Linked DNA regions of Sus scrofa: all the other regions are linked to region 1. A link is a contact called in public HiChIP or PLAC-seq data. All regions are on one chromosome and are shown on one strand. Each heading gives the region's core, a stretch centred on a gene start, on an enhancer-like site or on the middle of the called end of the contact. The rest is flanking DNA. Distances are from core to core; before and after follow the strand shown. Region 1 holds the start of PDE3B (cGMP-inhibited 3',5'-cyclic phosphodiesterase B). Region 2 holds the start of PSMA1 (proteasome subunit alpha type-1). Region 3 overlaps PDE3B (cGMP-inhibited 3',5'-cyclic phosphodiesterase B).

What was found. HiChIP or PLAC-seq counts read pairs in DNA pulled down with a chosen protein or histone mark.
Region 2: a contact with region 1 is called in an H3K27ac HiChIP or PLAC-seq map of alveolar macrophages. The contact joins the promoter of PSMA1 here to the promoter of PDE3B in region 1. A contact is called at or near these places in 3 of 5 promoter capture datasets (fetal liver and liver), 4 of 47 Hi-C or Micro-C datasets (blood, fetal skeletal muscle, liver and 1 more) and 1 of 2 datasets of contacts at active chromatin or transcription factors (alveolar macrophages).
Region 3: a contact with region 1 is called in an H3K27ac HiChIP or PLAC-seq map of alveolar macrophages. The contact joins the enhancer-like site here to the promoter of PDE3B in region 1. A contact is called at or near these places in 1 of 5 promoter capture datasets (liver), 11 of 47 Hi-C or Micro-C datasets (alveolar macrophages, blood, embryonic fibroblasts and 5 more) and 1 of 2 datasets of contacts at active chromatin or transcription factors (alveolar macrophages).

The regions. Positions count from the first base shown.
Region 1 is chr2:44,611,881-44,616,281 of Sscrofa11.1, reverse strand. It overlaps PDE3B (cGMP-inhibited 3',5'-cyclic phosphodiesterase B), which reads left to right and starts at 2,207. Exons shown (of 17, transcript XM_021083299.1): 1 at 2,207-3,485. The coding sequence starts at 2,508.
Region 2 is chr2:44,737,919-44,742,319 of Sscrofa11.1, reverse strand. It overlaps PSMA1 (proteasome subunit alpha type-1), which reads right to left and starts at 2,218. Exons shown (of 10, transcript XM_003122965.4): 1 at 2,082-2,218; 2 at 256-300. The coding sequence starts at 2,084. It overlaps LOC106507279 (a long non-coding RNA gene), which reads left to right and starts at 2,291. Exons shown (of 7, transcript XR_001303160.2): 1 at 2,291-2,944.
Region 3 is chr2:44,502,993-44,507,393 of Sscrofa11.1, reverse strand. All of the region lies in intron 1 of PDE3B (cGMP-inhibited 3',5'-cyclic phosphodiesterase B), which reads left to right. Among named protein-coding and RNA genes, the nearest start is that of PDE3B, 110 kb to the left of the region's middle. Within about 2 kb of position 1,848, at least 18 of the 83 cell types and tissues checked have an H3K27ac peak or open chromatin away from gene starts, as enhancers often do. A contact at or near this core is called in alveolar macrophages, liver and retroperitoneal adipose tissue, where this site is marked.

The DNA.
Region 1 (4,401 bases), core at 958-3,457:
ATAATTTAAAGGTTGCTCTTGGCAATCTTTGGATCCTAAAAATGCCTATATATTTTTGGCATATAGAAATCATAGCTTTTCAAGACTGGAAGGGATTTTAAGTTCACCAAAATTAAACTGCTTCATTTTACATTTGAGAACACCGAGACCTGTAAAAGTTAAGTGAATCGCTTAATCCTGGGATATGAATGTTTGGGCCAGGACTAGAAACTATGACATGGATTTCTAATCTACTACTATTTCCATTATCATGCCCATCCTACCTTAGATGACAACCTAAGTTTTGAAAACAACAACTTCATAACAACTTTTTTTTTTCTTTTCCGGCTGTTCTGAGGCATATGGAGTTCCCAGGCCAGGGTTCAAATCCTAGCCGCAGTCACAACCTACCCGCCGGATCATTAACCCACTGTGCTGGCCCATGACAGAACCTGTGTCCCAGCGCTGTAGAGACACTCTCTATCCCATTGTGGGCCACAGCTGGAACTCCAACTACTTTATTACAACTTTAATCTGAATTTGTTCTAATTTTCAAAACAATTATTTTTTACAAGAATTTGTAATGTTGCACTTCAGTGATGCTGATACTAGTTTGTCATGCCCTACTCAAAATGTATCCTTAAGTTTCCTATTTTAATCTCTGACTGGTAGTGATGCTTCTGTTTATTTTCAATATACTTAAAAATGTATTTGCTGAGTTCTGTTGAAATGAGATTTTTTTAAAAAAAATTCAATTGTTGTGGTGGAAAAAAAAACCCATGAATTTTTATCTTTTAGGGCAAAGCATCTCAGTAATCAATTTGAAGCCTTTATTAAATATTTTTTCCCCTTATCCGAGAGGCAAACAAGGAAAAGGAACTCTGGTCTTTTCTCATTTTGGTCAAACACTTGTGCTAATTTCTCTGTGATTTATGCTATGTATGTGAACTATGACCATATATGAAAATAGTCTGTTCTAGGTCATGGCTGTGGGCAGAGATTAATTGGTGAAAAATGGGCCTGTTTGTGGGATTTACCACACAGTAAGGTTTCACATCTCCCTGGAAAAATGTGGAATTAGCTCTCTGAGAAATGCAGGGCTGTCATGAGGTTGAAGGGAGACTTTCGGTGGAGGGAAACACAGTTCACTCTCTAAGGCAGTTATGATTGGTGAAATTCCAGAGCAGTCCCTTTGGTACAGCAAAGTTCTTCCCGCTTTCAAGTCAGTGTTTCCTACGTGCAGTTAGTTTCACTAGTAATTCACAGATAGCATCCTATTTAGCTCCTTTCATGGCCAACTGATATAAACTAGGCAATGGTCTTGGTGAGAACTCCTAATCCTTCAATCGCCCCTGCAACCCCCCACCCCAACACGCAATTACAGTGAAAAAGCCTTCTACGTGGAAAGAACTTTCCAACAGATTTTCTAGGCATGTTGGGGGTAGGGATACAGATGTGAACAGAGGGTATGTTTGGGCAGGGAGTGCTAAGATGGAACAGTAGTTCCTCTCCCATGAAGATGGTTCTTGAGAAAGACAAACTCCATAATATCTACTAGGATGCTTCCAGAGAGCGCTCCAGGTGCATGCTTCTCCTTAAAAACCGTTGCAAGGGTCTGCAGCGTGGCCCAAGAGTCCACGTTGCTGCTGAGGGACAGATCTAGCCACAATGAGCTTGTTCGCCATGACCTTGGTGGTGGCTGACCCTTACCGGGTCACAGCACGCTTGGACAGTCCAATGACCCACCCTAAACTGAAATGAGGGTAGAGGTAGGACCCGCCGCCTCTTCAACTCAGTTTCTCTACTAGGCAATCCCCTTGGGGGCCATAAACGCCCTCTTAACCCAAGCTCCCGGTAGTGACCTGTCGGAGCTTGGCTGAAGTCTGTGACTTACCCCAAAGGGAACCTGCGCGCCTGGGGTCCCAGGATGGCGGGCGCGCCCTCTTCTATCCGAAAAGGACTCCGCCTGTCTCTCCCAGCCCCGGCCAGTCTTCCGACAGCCCTAGCCGCGCTCTCTCCAGTCCCCGCACTATTAGTGGGCAGGGGTCCCCGGCTCACGTCGAGACCAGCAGCTACGAGAACAAGAGGCGGTGCCGGTGGCTGCTGGACTGGACAGGGCGCGAGCGCGCGCGGGCGGCGGGCCGGGCGCGCGCCCGGCCGGGGCAGCGGCGGGGGAGGAGCGCCCGCCCGCCGCTCGCGCGCCCAACGGACCAGGCTGGGGCCGTGAGGTAACTGTTGCAGCCCGCGGGAGCTGGGAGGCGACACCGAGGCTCTAGTGTCGAGAAGTGTCCGAGGCAAAAGGAGAGGGTCCTGCCGCAGCGGTCCGGGAGCAAAGCCCCTTCCGCCCCTCTGCTCAGCCAGCATGTCGCGGACCCCGCCGCTTCCCCGGCCGCGCGGCGGGGACCCTGGGCCGAGGCGGCGGGCGCAGCCCTGACGCGCTGCCGAGCCGGGGGGCGCCCCGAGCGCGAGCCGCTGCTGCTGTCTGAGCGGGGCGTGCCGAGCCCCTGCTGCCACTCCGGGTCCGGGCCATGAGGAGGGACGAGCGAGACGCCAAAGCCATGCGGTATCCACAGCCGCCGGACGGGGCCGGCTCTCCCCCTGAGAGCCTGAGGAACGGCTACGTGAAGGGCTGCGTGAGCCCCCTGCGGCAGGACCCTCCGCGCGGCTTCTTCTTCCACCTCTGCCGCTTCTGCAACGTGGAGCTGCTGCTGCCGCCGCGGGCCTCCCCCCAGCAGCCGCGGCGCGGCTCCCCCTTCTCCCCGGCGCGCCTCGCGCTGGGCGCCCTGGCCGCCTTTGTCCTCGCCCTGCTGTTCGGCTCGGGGCCCGAGAGCTGGGCTGCTGGGGCCGCCCGGCTGCGGACCCTGTTAAGCGTTTGTTCGCACAGCCTCAGCCCCCTCTTCAGCATCGCCTGTGCCTTCTTCTTCCTCACCTGCTTCCTGACGCGGACCAAGCGGGGCCCCGGCCCGGGCCGGAGCGGCGGCGGCTCCTGGTGGCTGCTGGCGCTGCCTGGCTGCTGTTACCTGGGGGACTTCTTGGTGGAGCAGTGGGGGTCTTGGCCTTGGGGGGACGGAGACGCTGGGACCCCGGCCCCGCACACGCCCGCAGCGGTGGCAGGCAGGTGGTTCTTGGTGCTGAGCTGCGTGGGCTTGCTGACACTCGTGCACCCGGCGAGGCTCCAGCACAGCATCCTGGTGCTGCTCCTCTCCAGCTTCGTCTGGTGGGTGTCCTTCACCAGCCTCGGGGCGCTGACCCCAGCCGTCCGGCCGCTGCTGTCCTGCCTGGTGGGGAGCGTCGGCTGCCTGCTGGCCCTGGGGCTGGATCACTTCTTTCAAATCAGGGAAGCTCCCCATCATCCTCGGTTGTCCAGTACCGCCGAAGAAAAAGTGCCTGTGATCAGACCCCGGAGGAGGTCCAGCTGCGTGTCGTTCGGAGAAACTTCAGCCAGTTACTATGGAAGTTGCAAAATGTTTAGGAGACCTTCGTTGCCTTGCGTTTCGAGAGAACAGGTATGTTACCAGAAAGCAAGGTTTGGTAAGGAAGGGAGGGCGGTTTTATCGCTTCAGTTCCCGAGTTGAATTAGCGTGTTTGAAAGCATGTTAACTTCCAGGGTGAAAAAAAGAAAAGTTTTGTTCTGGAAAAAGTTCCTGAAATACAAGAAGCTTTTTTAAAAGGCAAAAGTACCTTTTATCTTTGAATAGAAATGAAGTAGCAGACTAGGCATATTGCACTTTTTAAAGAGTTTGCTATGCATTGGACGCATTCTCAGAATGAAATGAATTATTTTGAACTTTAATAGATTGACTACTCCCACTTTGGCAGAGTCTGATGTGTATCTTTGTGAAGCCATTTATCTGTTGCTGTTATAATGATGATGTCTCGCCGAAGATAACATGCAGTCATTAGAATGAGTGAATATATATACATGTGCATTTTAATCAGTGTGGTTTAATTATTCTGGATAATTAAGAGGACAAGTCTGAGATCTTACAATAAAAGGAACAGTGGTGAGTTTGGGAACGGAGATTTGTTAATTTAGATGAAAAGACTCGGAATAATTTTAAGACCCCCCCCCGCTGCATTTTTCAGAAGTACAGGCTAATAAAATCTTTTACAGACTAACTCAGGGTCGTGTTTGTTGCATAAGTAGGAGGGTGTTGTAACAATTTAACCTTTAAACTTAGTAATGTTTGGAAATATGCCAAAAGCATTTACAATTTCTTTTCCTGTAGGTTTTTACATGGTTTTGTTTTGTAAAGGAATTGAAATCATCATCATTAGGGGGAGAGTTTCTGTCTTTATGTAGCCTTGGGAAATCTTACCTGTTCTACCTTGGGGAGAAACTCACTAACTATAGTTCTATTCACTGAGCACTTACTAAATGCAAAATACTTACAATGTCTTAAATCCTTACAAGGACCCTCT
Region 2 (4,401 bases), core at 969-3,468, 130 kb before region 1:
CAACTATATTTTTAAACAATTATATTTTTTAAAAATGACATAAATATCCCCATATGATCAAATGCAGAAAAAAAATTAACTCAGAGATCCCAAATTTCAGGTAAGAATAGCTAAACCTCAAACGATGTTCTTTAAAACTAGGAAACTTACAGGAATGTCTAAAATGATTATATTTTCTCACAGCATACTATCCAAAACATTTTTAAGTTGCAGCCACCAAAAGCAACTTTGTAGAAACAGTATAAAACATTTTACCTGAGGGCTCCAAACAGTGACATCATTGTCATACTGGTTGCGAAACTGAAAGTAAATGAAAAAAAATCTGTTAATACAAGAACATTACAAAACCCAAATCTTAACAAGCTCTATCACTCAAAAATGTTTTCTGGAGTTCCCATCGTGGCTCATTGGTAACAAACCCAACGAGTATCCATCAGGACAAGGGTTTGATTCCTGGCCTTGCTCAATGGATTAAGGATCTGGCATTGACATGAGCTGTGGCATAGGTCAGATTCCAGCTGCTGCTCTGACTGGACCCCTATGGAACTTCCATATGCCTTGGGTGCAGCCCTAAAAAGCAAAAAAAAAGAAAATAATAATAATAATAATTTTCTAGTCTATTTCCATCCAACATTAATGAAAGGTTGTTACTGCAACCTCATTGGAAGATTTCTACTGTACTTAGTTGCAAGCCAATTTTACATTTACAAGGAGCTTGTGAGGGAGGGGAGAGCAGAGCCAGATGGGACCTATCTTCCCAAATTCCAATTCTACCACTGTCCATTGCACTGCCTTTGAGTTCAGTCAATTACTAAAGTTCCTATGTGTCCACTCTCCTTTCTATCTTTGGCTTATTCTCTTCCCTGATACCAAGACCTAATACGATCAAAAGCATTCCTTTTCCTTGGAGTGCCTGTCGTGGCTCAGTTGTTAACGAATCCAACTAGGAACCATGAGGTTGCGGGTTCCATTCCTGGCCTTGCTCAGTGGGATAAGGATCTGGCGCCTCTGTGAGTTGTGGTGTAGGTCGCAGACGAGGCTCGGATCCTGCGTTGCTGTGGCTCTAGCGTAGACCGGGGCTACAGCTCCGATTAGATTAGACCCCTGGCCTGGGAACCTCCACATGCCGCGGATTCCGCCCTAGAAAATGCAAAAAGACAAAAAAAAAAAAAAAAAAAAAAAGCATTCCTTTTCCTTAAATACCTCAAATGTCTACCTCTTGAAGCCTTCTCCATCTTTCCTCCCCAAATCCCAACACATACTCCTACCATTCCTTTATCTACACCTTTTTTTTCGACCTTATATTACGATTAGGGACGTGTCTGATTTATCTTTGAACCTTCACTGTAGTTAAAACAGTGCATTTAAAACATTGTTATAGAATGAGTACACACAAGAATGTCCCCAGAAAGTCAGAAGTGGACACAAATAGCCACAGAGACGGACCCATTACAGCTTTAAAGACAGCTTAAAATGAGTCTGCCAGCACAGTACTTGGGAGCCCAATCATTAGGGTGAGAAGGCTGACTGCTGGAATGGTAGACATAGGACTGGAAGCTCTGAGCCCTATATTGTAACCCTTATTCTATCACTTCTATCAGCTTCAGTTTACTCTTTCATAAAAATACTTAACTGGATAAGTGACTGAAAAAAGGCCTTTTCTGATTGAGCTCTAAAAGAGAATTGAGCTCTCAACTCTGCTATTGGCTATACAGGGAGATTCCAAAAGTCAAATCCCAATTTTTCCTTTCTCTCACACAGAGCACTAGGGGCCCCTCTGGACCGCTCGGAATCTACTCGACTGAAGGAAACTGAGGGGCGAACTCGGCTAGCAGACCGAGGAGGTATTGTTCAAGGCCGGATGGAAAGCGAAACAAACCCAGGGGAAAGGCCGCACCGACTACCGACTTCCCCTGTGCCGGCCAGGCCAGAGATGCTGAATCACTCCAGAACCCCCCATCGGCTGAGGTTCCCATGTCCCATAGCCCCGGCCCGCTCTAAGAGTGACAGAGAGATCACTCGCCAACCCCCAGCCAGCGGGCCTGTGCCCCAACCCTGTTTGAGCTCGGAATCCAACGCACCATGGTTCCGGCGAGAGCCTAGTCACGGCCTCCGGTAAACCTGCAGATCAAGGAGCGCTGCCGAAACTACCGCTCGGCGATCTGCAGAGAAGTCTGCGGGACTATGCGTCGGCGCAGGGTAGAGCAGTCTATTCTAGAGATAGCGATAGGCTTCCGGCGCTTCCCCGCCCTCAAAGCTCTCCGCCCGCTCGGGAGTGGGCGGGGCCTGGGAAATCTGAGAAACTCACATTGGCGGGAAAATTTGGGCCAGGAACGCCCGCGGGAGCTAATAGTCGCTGGGTGGCCACTATCAAGTCGCCTTTCTTGGATCCTCAGAGAAGTTACCTGTGAGCTGTAGATTCCTGTCAGTTTCTCACCGGCCCGGCCGGATGCACCCGAGATTCCTGGTGTACTGCTCAGCCTCTCATTCAGCGTCCACAGAGATTTGTGGTGTTGGGTAGCGAGAAGAACAGGACTGCAAAAAAAGACCACAAATAATGGTCCATTTCTTCGTGTCAACGGTACTCTTCCTGGAGTATCTTGTTTCTGGACATGATTTTCTTTCTACTTTGGAATCCTTTTCCTTACTCCTTATTTTCCAGGCGTTGTTGTCACTGATCACTATCATTATTATCAGACTTTAAACTTTTTGAGGGCATTAATGTCTTTGCCGTCAAAACCAAGCACGATGCCTGAAAGAATAGGCAACTGAGGGACATCTTCTTCCGAAATAGGTATTTTCCTTTTTGCGAACATCTTTTAGTAAATTCTCAGAGAAAATAGTTTAGGATAGCTCTACAAACAGCTGCCAACCTAAAATTTACTGACTGCCAATGATGAGTTCTTTTCTTTACGAAGAAGAAAGGATGAGTACCTAGACTCAGGTAAGAGTTGAAAGGGGTCTTTAAGGATCTAAGCTTTGTCAATGAAGAGACTCAGCTCCCTTAAATGATTTGTTCAAGTTAGAGCAAGTTGGTATCGCACTTTAAAAACCTTGTCACATGTATTTTGGACACTTTTTTATATTAAAATTTTTCTAGGTTAAACAAGATTCCCGATATTCTGCATTGTGAACATATGATATTTTATTTACCGAAACCCCCATTGTTTAATATTTAAGTTTAATATTTAAGCCCTCTCCTGGAGCTCCCTGTCTGGCTCAGGGGGTTAAGGATCCACATTGTCCTCGTGAGGATGCGGGTTAGATCCTTGGCCTTCTCAGTGGGTTAAGGATTTGGCGTTATTGAGAGCTGCGCTATAGTCCCGCAGCTGCAGCTCCGGCTGGACCCCTAGCCTGGGAACTTCCATATGCCACAGGTGCAGCCCTAAAAAAAACCAAAATTATCCCTCTCCCAAGAAATTCATTTATGAGCTGCTTGATATATTTTTTTATGTGTACATCTATACTCCTTTAGAATAAATTCCTGAAAATCAAAGGATTTAGTGAAATGGCTATTTCTAAGAATTTTATTAAAAGTGTTACAAAAACCAAACAAACAAACAAAAAAAGGAGTTCCCTGGTGGCTCAGCAGGTTAGGGACCTAAAGTTTTCTGGTTACTGCTGTGGCACAGGTTCAGTCCCTGGCCCATGAACTTCTGTATGCAGGCACAGCCAAAAAAAAACAAACAAAACCAAAAGTGCTAAATTGCTTTCCGGAAATATTTTACCAAAACATATTCTCAACAGTAGTATATGAGAGAGCTCCCCTTCTTAAATTCACCAATACTGATTGTTGTCATTTTTCAAAATTACTGTTATTTTAGTGGACTAAATTAACTGATTGTTCTCTTCTGTTTTCCCAGCACCCAGCAGGATGCCTAGCATGTATTAAGAGTTTAATATATAGTTAAATGAATGAGTAATGAATATTAGATGAATGACTAAATAAATGATCATTTAAAAATATTACGTAGGGAAATTCCCACTGTGGCACAGTGGGTTAAGGATCCAGCATTGCTGCAGCTGTGATGTAGGTTGCAGCTAGTGCTTGGATTCAGTCCCTGGCCTGGGAACTTATGCTGTGGGTGTGGCTGAAAAAGAAAAAAATATATATATATATTATATAGTATATAAACATTTTGACAGTTCTTTTCCACATATCTATATATTCACATGCCTCGCACATATGTATAATACATATAATTTAAATGTTTTTTGAAGTATAGTTGATTTACAATGTTGTGTTAATTTCTGCTTTACAGCAAAATGATTCAGTTATACGCATAAGTATTCCTTTTCAAATTCTTTTTTTTATTGCTTTTTTTTTTCCTTTTTCTTTTTTATTGTTTTTTAAGGCTGTGCCTGTGGAGTATGGAAGTTCCCAGGATATTGAGTATAGTT
Region 3 (4,401 bases), core at 599-3,098, 110 kb after region 1:
TAACGAATCCGACTAGGAACCATGATGTTGCCGGTTCAATCCCTGGCCTTGCTCAGTGGGTTAAGGATCTGGCGTTGCTGTGAGCTGTGGTGTAGGTCGCAGACATGGCTTGGATCCCGCGTTGCTGGTGTAGGCTGGCAGCTACAGCTCCCATTAGACTCCTAGCCTGGGAACCTCCATATGCCGAGGGAGCGGCCCTAGAAAACGCAAGAAGACCAAAAAAAAAAGAAAGTATGTGTTTTACTCAATTTCAGAACATCGAATGATAAAAACAAAAGTCTCATGCTGTCAATAGAATATGGAGATTAATTGGTATTTTTACAGGTTAAAGTTCTACCTATTTCAAATAATAAGTGACCTCAGTACTCTCATATATTGCTCCACTCAACTTATATTTGTCCCTTGTCCCTTTAAATATTGTTATTTCTGGTTTTGTACACTTAACAGGAAAAAAACCTTACATGTATATTTTACGTGCTACTTTATTATCAGTATGGGTTTAGAAAAATCCTTTTCGGAGTTGACTGGCATGTTGAAGGACCAGCAAAATAAACCAGAATAGCTAAGAGAGAATTACAGGAGAGGAATTGGAAACAAAAAGTAACCATCACTCTTTTGAGGAATTTTGCTATAAATGGGAGCAGAGAATTGGAAACGGCTGGGTGTGAGTATGATCATGAGAACGTGTGTGAGAGATGTGAGGAACTACAGTATATTTATAGTCTAATGGGAATGATTTAGTAGCAAGAAAAAAGAATGATGAAGTAAGGAAGAGGGAGAAAATTGCTTGTGAAATATCCTCAGATAGAATCCAGGGGATTGGATCTAGTGCCATTGACTAGACCTGGTGAAGTTCATCTGTAGTAACAGAATGAAATGCAGGGAGTGTGGGATGGGGGTATCGGAAGGCAGTTTGATAATTTGATGACTTTTTTTTAACTTATGAGTTTTGGAAAGAAAGGTCTCATCAAAAGTTAAAATAATTATCCTTTCAGCATAGTAATAGAAAGGGGATAAAATTGGAGGGTTATAAATCTAAATTCAAATTCTAGCTCTGTGATTTATTAGCTGACATCTGACAGAAGAACTTGGTTAACAATGACCCTGTATTACTCAGGGGTTCAGGGAGAAATAGAATTCATTCCAAGGTGGTTCCAATAAAAAGATTTTAATGATGAATCCACTTTGAGCGAGTGAGCAGGGTTAATAGGATAGACAAGAGGTGGCTAGGCAACTAGAGACAAGTAACTATGGAAAGCTATTATCTCACCTGAGGCTGAAGGAACAAGGGTGGAAATGGTGTTTCCAGAGTCACAGCTGAAGTTGTGAAGGGAAGACCATCTGCTAAGAGCTGTAGTCATGGAGGAACTACAGTTATTACCAGAGACACAGGTGTGTAGGCAGAGGCAGCAGAGAAAAAATAACCTTCATCTCTCTCTCCTCCCAAACTCATTTCCTGCTGTCATCATCTCTCAATCTGAGCGGAAATCAGCTGCATGGGAGCTCAGGAGATGCAGAGCATAGGGGTCTGTCTCCCCAGAGAGCACAGGAAGGCAAAGAATGGATCTGGAAGGCAAATGCAGAATAATTAATATAATCACTAAGCCTCAACTTCTCCATACATAAAAGGGGTTACTTGCAAAACTTGTGATTTTACATGGCTGCCAAGCACCTGCTGTATTACTAGCACATAGTGCTGTTGATAATAATAGTAGTAAATGATAATTATAAGATGATGTAGCATAATGGTTAAGAATCCTTAAGGCTTTGGAATGAGGCAGATCTGAATTTAATTTCTGTCCCTGCCACTTACTAGTCATGTGACCCTGGGCAGCTTACTTCACCTTTTTTAGTCTCTGTTGTGTCATTTGCAAAATGAGGAAATAAGGCTTACCACAAAGAATTCTAGTAAAGATTAAAGAGGACATTAGGTATTAGGAATCTAACAGTGCTGGTGCATAGCTTGCAGTCTAAGCCACCACAGCTGTAATCATATATTTTGATTGATTAGTAAGAATAGTAAATGAAATTAGTTTCTAAGTAATGCTAGTCTCCACCCACTCTCCCCCCCCCTTTTTTTCCCCTGCTTCTCAGTTTTTCTGGCTGGGGCCCTTCTGTGTCATGCAAGGGTCAGGGTTACTATCTTTGTACTTTCAACTAGTAGAAAGTACCATTTTGGTTAGTTTAGCTTTTTGACTGTCCATTTATTTTGTATTTTTGGTTTATATTCAATAAACAGAGTTAAATGGGCCTAAGGTGGAAGGCATAAAAATAGAAAAAGTTGTTAGTGCTAAAATTCAATCAGTTTCATTAGCCTAGATTTATACATGAAGCTCAAGTAAAATATCAACAAGAAACACGAGAATAAAGGATGCTTTAACAGTTAATTCAGAGTTATACCATAATGGCTAATCTTTCAAATTTCACATAAATATCACAGTTCTGTAAGCTTGACTTGAGGACACATATATGTTTTTCCTTTTGGCTACATGGGGAACAATGAAATAAAACCTCATTGACGTAATTGAACCTGATAACATCTCCTGGTTGTGCTGCTGATGTTTCACTGTGGTATTGGTGGTTTTGTAGAGCTCTGTGAAGCATGTTGGACTTATAAACATATTCAAACAGAAACTTTTATCAGGATTCAACTTTTTAACCACAAAGAAAAGCTGAATTTATATAAAGGCACAGTCTTGGGTTTACTTTATCATGTCAACTAAAAGAATTTTTTAATAGTATGCACCTGGTATGTTATTTATGATAAAATGCTATTTTTAAAATTATCTTGAACAGGTAACTACAGTGTGTGAAAATATATAATAATTTTCAATAACTGTATTATACTTGAGTTTAGATGGAAACAAATATAATATTTAGAGCCCCTAAAAATAGCCATTAAAATTTCATACTTTTGTTAAATCTTATAATAGAACCATGATTTGAGAACATATCATCGTCACCGTAACTTCTTGCTTTACTGTTATTCAAAGTTTAGCCATGTTTCAATTATTTATTTATTCTTATATTTAAATTATAAGATCTACTTTGGCATTGGGATTGAACTTTAGATGCCTACATTTTAATGGACTTGGGAACAGTTTACATACAAAGCATATACTATATACTTGGAAATAAAATTTTAAAAGGGCTATACATTATATAGGAAGAATGAGGCTTCTACTGATGTTTCTTAAACTTTTTTTTTTTTTTTTTTTGGTCTTTTCAGGGCCACAGCCATGGCATATGGAAGTTCCCAGGCTAGGGGTCGAATCAGCGCTGTAACCACCAGCCTACGCCACTGCCACAGCAATGTGGGATCTGAGCCGAATCTGCAACCTACTCTGCACCTTGCAGCAACACCAGATCCTTAACCCACTGAGTGAGGCCAGGGATCAAACCCACATCCTCATGGATATTAGTTGGGTTCTTAACCTGCTGAGCCACAATGGTAACTCCTTAAACTTTTAATATCCATGCACTATCCACTATGTATTCACTGTAAGTGGCATGCACTACCAATATTAGATAAATATATTAAAATGATTCATAATTTTTAAAAACTAAAAAAATTACATTACCAGTGAACATTGTTTGCAATAGTAAAAGCATTCTGTTTTAGCTCACTGATGTAAAGAGGTATGTGTTGTAGGTTCATTCTGTATCTAACCAAATTCTTTCCTTTTTTCTATTTCTCTTCAATTGGAAAAATCCAAGCAAAACTATAACCTACAATGGAAAGCAGCAAGTGTTTTTTTGACTGTTGGTTCTGAATACTCTAATTCAACAAGGACCCTGGAATCAGAAAGAGATTTCTTTCAAGACTGTGTCAGTTGCTAAGTAATGGGCATTGTCATACTTAAAAACTTGAGAAATAGTTCTTTGCATTTTATTGAAGAAAAACTTCTATTTACTATTTGCAGGTTTATTTGTACTCCATTTTCCCACAGCACGCTGAAAAGATGTACATACACTCTGTGGCCCAAAATTGAGTGCCTGTGTGTTATGCTCTTTCTTTAAAACTGAAATCATGCCCAGCATGTATGTTTTAACCACCAAGCTGTTTTCTGTGACTAAAGCAGTGGTAGATCTATAGTTAAGAGGTAATCTCATTGTTTAGTAAGTCTTTTTCTTACTGAACAGTTAACTGATTCTTTCAGAATTGATTGCAGCACATTTTTCAAGTCTCTCTCATAGTTCACAGAATAATCATTAAATAGGAAAAAATCATATTTTGTAGTATGAGTTTACACATAAAAATTTGTCTGCTATCTTTTGTTGTCTGTATTACACATAAACCAAGAGCTGATTTGGATTCATCATATGAGTGCATTTGCCTGCCAGTAAAGTGAAATATCTGCCATGTACACATATGATAATAATTACTCTGTTACCTTTTAT